Regions from separate parts of the Mus musculus genome. Here region 2 is linked to region 1. Evidence: chromatin contacts called from public promoter capture Hi-C data. All regions are on one chromosome and are shown on one strand. The core of a region is the stretch at or near the end of the contact, and the rest is flanking DNA. Distances in the headings are between cores, read along the strand shown. Region 1 holds the start of Nelfa (negative elongation factor complex member A, Whsc2). Region 2 has its middle 32 kb from the start of Fgfr3.

Region 1 (2,700 bases), core at 77-2,576:
GTAGCCCTGGATGTCCTGGAATTCACTCTGTAGACCCGGCTGGCCTCGAACTCAGAAATCCACCTACCTCTTCATCCCAAGTGCTGGGATTAAAGGTGTGTGCCACCACCACCAGGCAAGTCTGAGTAACTTAAAGTGTCAGGAAAGACCACTCCACTACAGCTGTCACCAAATGCTGGATACCTGAGGCTCCCAGTCCCTTGAATCAGGCAATTCCACAGTCTCTTCTGTCAATAGTTGTTAATATAACCATGGGAAGTGGCCTAGTGAGTCTTATGCCTTTCCAAGTTTCCTCAGGCTTGTACATTTAATTACCATGCTAAGTCTTAAGAGCTGCTCTCCCCTCTTCATGAAATATTTCAATTAGGAGAAAACAATTTACATTTAGTTATATATTTTCATTCTGTGGCTCAAAATGGACTCAAACCCTCCTATCTGAGCTCAAATTCCAGGAATTACAGACATGAACCACCACTCCCAGGATACTTAGTGTTTTAAGAGATTCGTTTCACTATTTTGCACAGGATGGCCTCTACCTCCTCGGCCCAACCGATCCTTTTCAATCTCCTAAATATCTGTGACCAGAGTCGTGCCCTACTGCCACTTTTGCTGACACTGCCTTGTGAGTGGCCTAGGGCTTTAATCCCAGTACTTGGGAGGCAGAGGTAAGTGGATCTCGGAATTTGAGGCCAGCTTGGTCTACAGAGTGAGTTCGAAGGATGGACAGAACTACACTGTCAAGTTCTGATAAAGAGAGACACTACAGGGTGAATTTAGGCTTCTCAGCAGCTGTGGAGGATCAGCCTTTGAAAGACCGTACTCTGAACTACTTTGCAATTGCCCTGATGATTAACCACAGCCATCGCGACCACATAACCATGGGAAATGGCCTAGTGACATCCCCGACACGGAACGGACCTGTATGCGGACCTGAGGCAGCACTGTATGCAGGACGGGCAAGGGCCATTCAAGACTGTCTGTGGAGAACGAGCCCAGCGCGCTCTCCGGACTCCTTCCAATGAGCCGCACACCGGGAAACCAAACTGTTGCGCCTCACTGCGGTACTCTGAGCGGAACATCTCGACGACACACGGATGCGACTCAAATGGCTACGGCATTGCCCGGCGCCCTAGTAGGTGCCGCCATCATGCGTTACGGAAACCCAGAGTTCTTTTCGCGGAGACTCACCGCCCACTCCCTGTTCTTGCGCCTCGGCTCGAAGCCTCCAGAAGGCGGGGCCATTTGCAGTTGCACTCGAGACCCCGCCCCGCGCCAACGGGTGCCGCCATGTTGGGGGTCCTCGCCGGGGACACGTAGGCGTCCGCGTAAGATGCCGGCCGACGCGCGCTGCCGCCGCCAAGATGGCTTCCATGAGGGAGAGTGACACCGGCCTGTGGCTGCACAACAAGCTGGGCGCCACGGACGAGCTGTGGGCGCCACCCAGCATCGCGTCCCTGCTCACCGCCGCGGTCATCGATAACATCCGCCTCTGCTTCCACCGCCTCTCCTCGGCCGTGAAGCTCAAGCTACTGCTCGGGACGCTGCATCTCCCGCGCCGCACCGTGGACGAGGTGAGGACGCGGGCCAGCCTCTCTCCGGCCGGAGCACCGCTCCTGCCTCCCGCCGGCTCCGGCGCCGCACCTTGCCCTTCTCCCGCCGGCCGCGCGCAGCTCCGTTTTGGCGCCGTTAGCCCCTACACCTTAGTACTTCCAGCCGCTGGGCGCTGTCGCGTTCGGGGGTCGTGGGGCCATGGCCACAACAGCCAGGCCCGCCCCTTCCGCAGTGCTGGATGCTTCAGCTCCGAAGCTACTCTTGGTTCGGGGCTGTTAGTGCAACTTTCCATGTGACTGCTGACCTTAATTTTGTTGCTTTTGCCTTACCAAATATCAGTCGGCTTGCGTTCATCTCTATTCTGTGGCGTTTTGTTTTGTTTTTGTTTTTTGAGACAGGGTTTCTCTGTATAGCTCTGGCTGTCCTGGAACTCACATTGTAGACCAGGCTGGCCTTGAACTCAGAAATCCGCCTGCCTCTGCCTCCTGGGATTAAAGGCGTGCGCCACCACGCCCGGCTATTCTGTGGCTTCTTTTCAGTGTACTCTTGTTCCACATTGCATCTCTCTAACTTATACTATGCTTTGCAAATACATACGCAAATAATATATGTATAGTTTCACTGTGTAGCCCAGGTTGATCTCATACTTGGTATCCTCCAGTCTCAATCTCTGGAGGTCTGGGCCACTACATCTGATAGCAGCTAAAAACACCGAGTTACCTTAGTTTTTAAACATTTCCAGTTATTGTATTATTTTTATATCATTAATTTTTATTGCTGCACTATACCATATACACAAAACTGCATATTTATTCGGTTTAAAAAATACTGAGAGCTAGCTAAATGACTCCTGTTATCTCCACACATGAAAACAAGGCTGGTCCCTCCAAAGCACCTCCATTCCTCTTTCCTGCAGGAGGCTTTTTTTTTTTTTTTTTGGTTTTATTTTGGCAGGGTTATCAATCGTGTGTGCATTCCTAGCACACACGAGTATTTGGGGTTTGCCTCATTTGAATTTAATACGGCAACAGGTTTCCACGTTATATTCATTTTCCGTGTGGTGTGGGTGTGTCTTCTGTTGGTAAACACCTGGACAGATTCATCCAAGTTGTTGCAGACAGTTTGATTTACTCCGAATTATGGGGTTCC
Region 2 (2,762 bases), core at 182-2,681, 250 kb after region 1:
GTGTGTACCTAGTACCCATGGAGAAGGCATTGGGTCCCCTGGAACTGGAGTTACTGATGGTTGTGAGCCACCCTCTGTGTGCTTTTTTTTTTTTTTTTTTTTTCTGAGACAAAGTTTTTTGTGTAGACTTGGCTGTACTACCACTCACTCTGTAAACCATGTTGGCCTCCAACTCAAGAGATCTGCCTGTCTCTGCCTCCCAGCTGCTGGGGTTAAAGGCTATCACCAGGCCTGCAACAAGTGCTCTTAACTGCTGAGCTATCTCTCTAATCCCTAATGGACATCTTGACTATGCTTCTGAAACTGTTCAGGCCACAAGTACTTCTATACCCAGCCCAGACTCAGACATTGATAGATCTGTGTTCCCAGCTATTCAAGTCCAACCTTAAGGATTCTTCTAATCTTTCCCACCCAAATTTCTAGGCCTCCCTCCTCTGGCTGGCTTCTCCCACCCTGTTGAGCCACCACAGGTGGCCTCTACTTATCTTGTCTATTGACTGTCCTTGATCTGGGGTCACCCTCCCATGCTCTCCAAATTTGCTGGTTGGGGTCCTGGGGGCAGAGGTGCCTTCTGCTCAGGCCTCTTCAGTCTAGGCCACTTTGGAGAGACCGTCGACCAGAAGGACTAGGAATCAAAGCTTTCGGTGTTTTCTGAGTCTAGAGGGGGCAGGCAGAGTTAGCAGCTCTCATGAACCCATGCCTGGAGCACATGAGGATGATCTAGGGACATACCAACCTGTCTGAGTTTTAATCTCATCTGGTACTGATTTCAAGGCTGCTGGGGTGCCATCCGTCCTGCGAATGGGGAGACCAACTTTCCTGAGGGCTTTTACCCACTGAACAGTTTGTACTCCCTTCCCCATGAGGCTCCTTTAAGCCCTGCCATCCTGTCTGTGGGAAGGGCTACTCCAGAGTACTGTGCCCCTGATGCAGCCTACTGGCTGCTCCTCCCTTCCTCAGGCAGGGATGTTGGGGTCACCAGTGCTTCTTGTACCAGGACTTCATCCTGTCTCCTGTGTCACCAGCCTTGTACTTGAGATGGACTGTTCTCATTCATTTCTAAGACAGCTGCCTGTTCCCTGCCCACATGCCCCTGTTAGAGGTGGGGGAAGTGAGGTAGGGCCTGGACTCCTCCTCCGGGCATAAGCTGGTGGCTGGCACTGGTGCTTTCTTGAATCCAGTTCACAACTGGCTCTGAATTTCTTCTACCTTCCCAAGTCACATCTTCCAGGGGTGGGGGATGGGGGACAGCATTCAGAGTCCCACCCAGGCGGGCTCTGCCAGGGCTGTCGGTCTGGAGGAGGGCAGGTTCCCACATACAGGAGACACCCAGGCTGGACTTGAGTTCCAAGGTCAGGAAATGGGAACGTCACAAGCATAGAAGGAAGCGATGGCGGATGGGCGTGCGGTGTTCTGGGCCTGGGTCCAGCCATGACCCACCCACTTCACAGCCTGCTCTGCACTGGGCAGTGGCTGCGTAACAGAGAGTGGGACCTCAGCCCTGACCCTGGAGGTGAATTTGCACCTTGTTTCCTGAGTCTTATTTGGTCAGAGATGGGTACTGCAGGTCTGGGTGGGGGCCTGGCCAGCATCAGGTGGGCCCAGTATGAGGGATCGACAGGGTTAACGAGCTGCCTCTGCTCCCACCATTATAGCATGGTCATTAAAACTCCATCTCCTGCCTCTGTCCCAGCCCTCCCAGGGCCTCCCAGGGCCTTTGTCTCTCTTTCTAAGGCTCTGACAGGATCAGGCGGGTGGGGGCCCCAGGAAGAGAAGGGACCGCGGTATACAAAGCCCCCCGCCCCTGGCCCTGGCGCCTTGTTTGCCAAAATGCCAGCTCTAGCCACTCCCAGGATGCCCTCCTCAGGGGCTGGCACGGGCCAGCCTGGGAGGGAGTCCCTTGAGTCCAGCCCTGGATGGATCCGCCCTGGCCGCACCCCATGGCCACCCCCGCATCGTTCCCAGGCCTGACAAGAGCCCCCAGCCCTTCTGAATTTGCCCATGCTTAGCTGCAGGTTGCTAGGAGCCGGGTGGGGGGTGGGGGTGTGTGGCCTGCTGCCAGTCCAGGCGGAGGATCCGGGCAGGGGGGCTGGTGCCCAGGGACAAAGCCCGCCTGTGATTAAGTCATCTGCCGGACGGCACCACGCACACCGTGCAACCAACTAAGGGCTGGGCCTGCCTACACCCTGTGGCTAGTGTAGCCTCCTGCCTTGGGCTGGGTCCTCAGCTCTGTCCCCTAATCTAGGGTCTCCGCTTCCCTAGCGTCAGTGGCCATGGTGCCCTACTAAAGCCTGACACTCTCCTGCTCTTCAGCACTTTTGCTGATCTGGAGGGGACAGAACTCATGTCCCCAGGCCCCAGTGTGCATGCTGAGCCATCCCCAAAGGCTTAGGTGTCTGCAGCGCTTCTGGCTGTGCTCTGCAGCCCTGCCGTCCAACAGCCGTCAGCCCCCAAAGCTGGTGGGCTGAACAGGGCAGCTGGTGGGCACACGTCCACTTTGTTCAGGTATCTGGCCCCATCTGTCTTTCTGTAGCCCTGCCTGCCCACCTCTGGGACCCAGGGGATCTCCAGTTTCCCGAATGCAGTCAAGCAGATTCGTCCTTGAAGGGTCTGCCTCACTCAAGGAGTCTGGCATGGTAAGCAATAAGCCCTGTCAGAGACATCTCACTGGCCCACAGGCTCCTTGGGCAACAGCCATGCAAGGCTGGCCACAGTATTTCTCGTGTGTTTAAAGCAAACATAGGACAGGCCAGCTCCTGCTT

Evidence for each region. Promoter capture Hi-C pulls out the DNA fragments that hold promoters and counts their contacts.
Region 2: a contact with region 1 is called in a promoter capture Hi-C map of neural stem cells. The contact joins the enhancer-like site here to the promoter of Nelfa in region 1. A contact is called at or near these places in 1 of 39 promoter capture datasets (neural stem cells), 5 of 484 Hi-C or Micro-C datasets (the G1E-ER4 cell line, the HL-1 cell line and cerebral cortex), 7 of 115 datasets of contacts at active chromatin or transcription factors (astrocytes, bone marrow-derived macrophages, embryonic stem cells and 4 more) and 2 of 9 other capture datasets (embryonic stem cells and macrophages).

Annotation. Positions count from the first base shown.
Region 1 is chr5:33,934,897-33,937,596 of GRCm38.p6, reverse strand. Nelfa (negative elongation factor complex member A, Whsc2) reads left to right here and starts at 1,326. Exons shown (of 11, transcript NM_011914.3): 1 at 1,326-1,571. The coding sequence starts at 1,362.
Region 2 is chr5:33,688,665-33,691,426 of GRCm38.p6, reverse strand. No RefSeq gene overlaps it. Among named protein-coding and RNA genes, the nearest start is that of Fgfr3, 32 kb to the left of the region's middle. Within about 2 kb of position 1,431, at least 53 of the 459 cell types and tissues checked have an H3K27ac peak or open chromatin away from gene starts, as enhancers often do. A contact at or near this core is called in astrocytes, cerebral cortex, neural stem cells and 1 more, where this site is marked.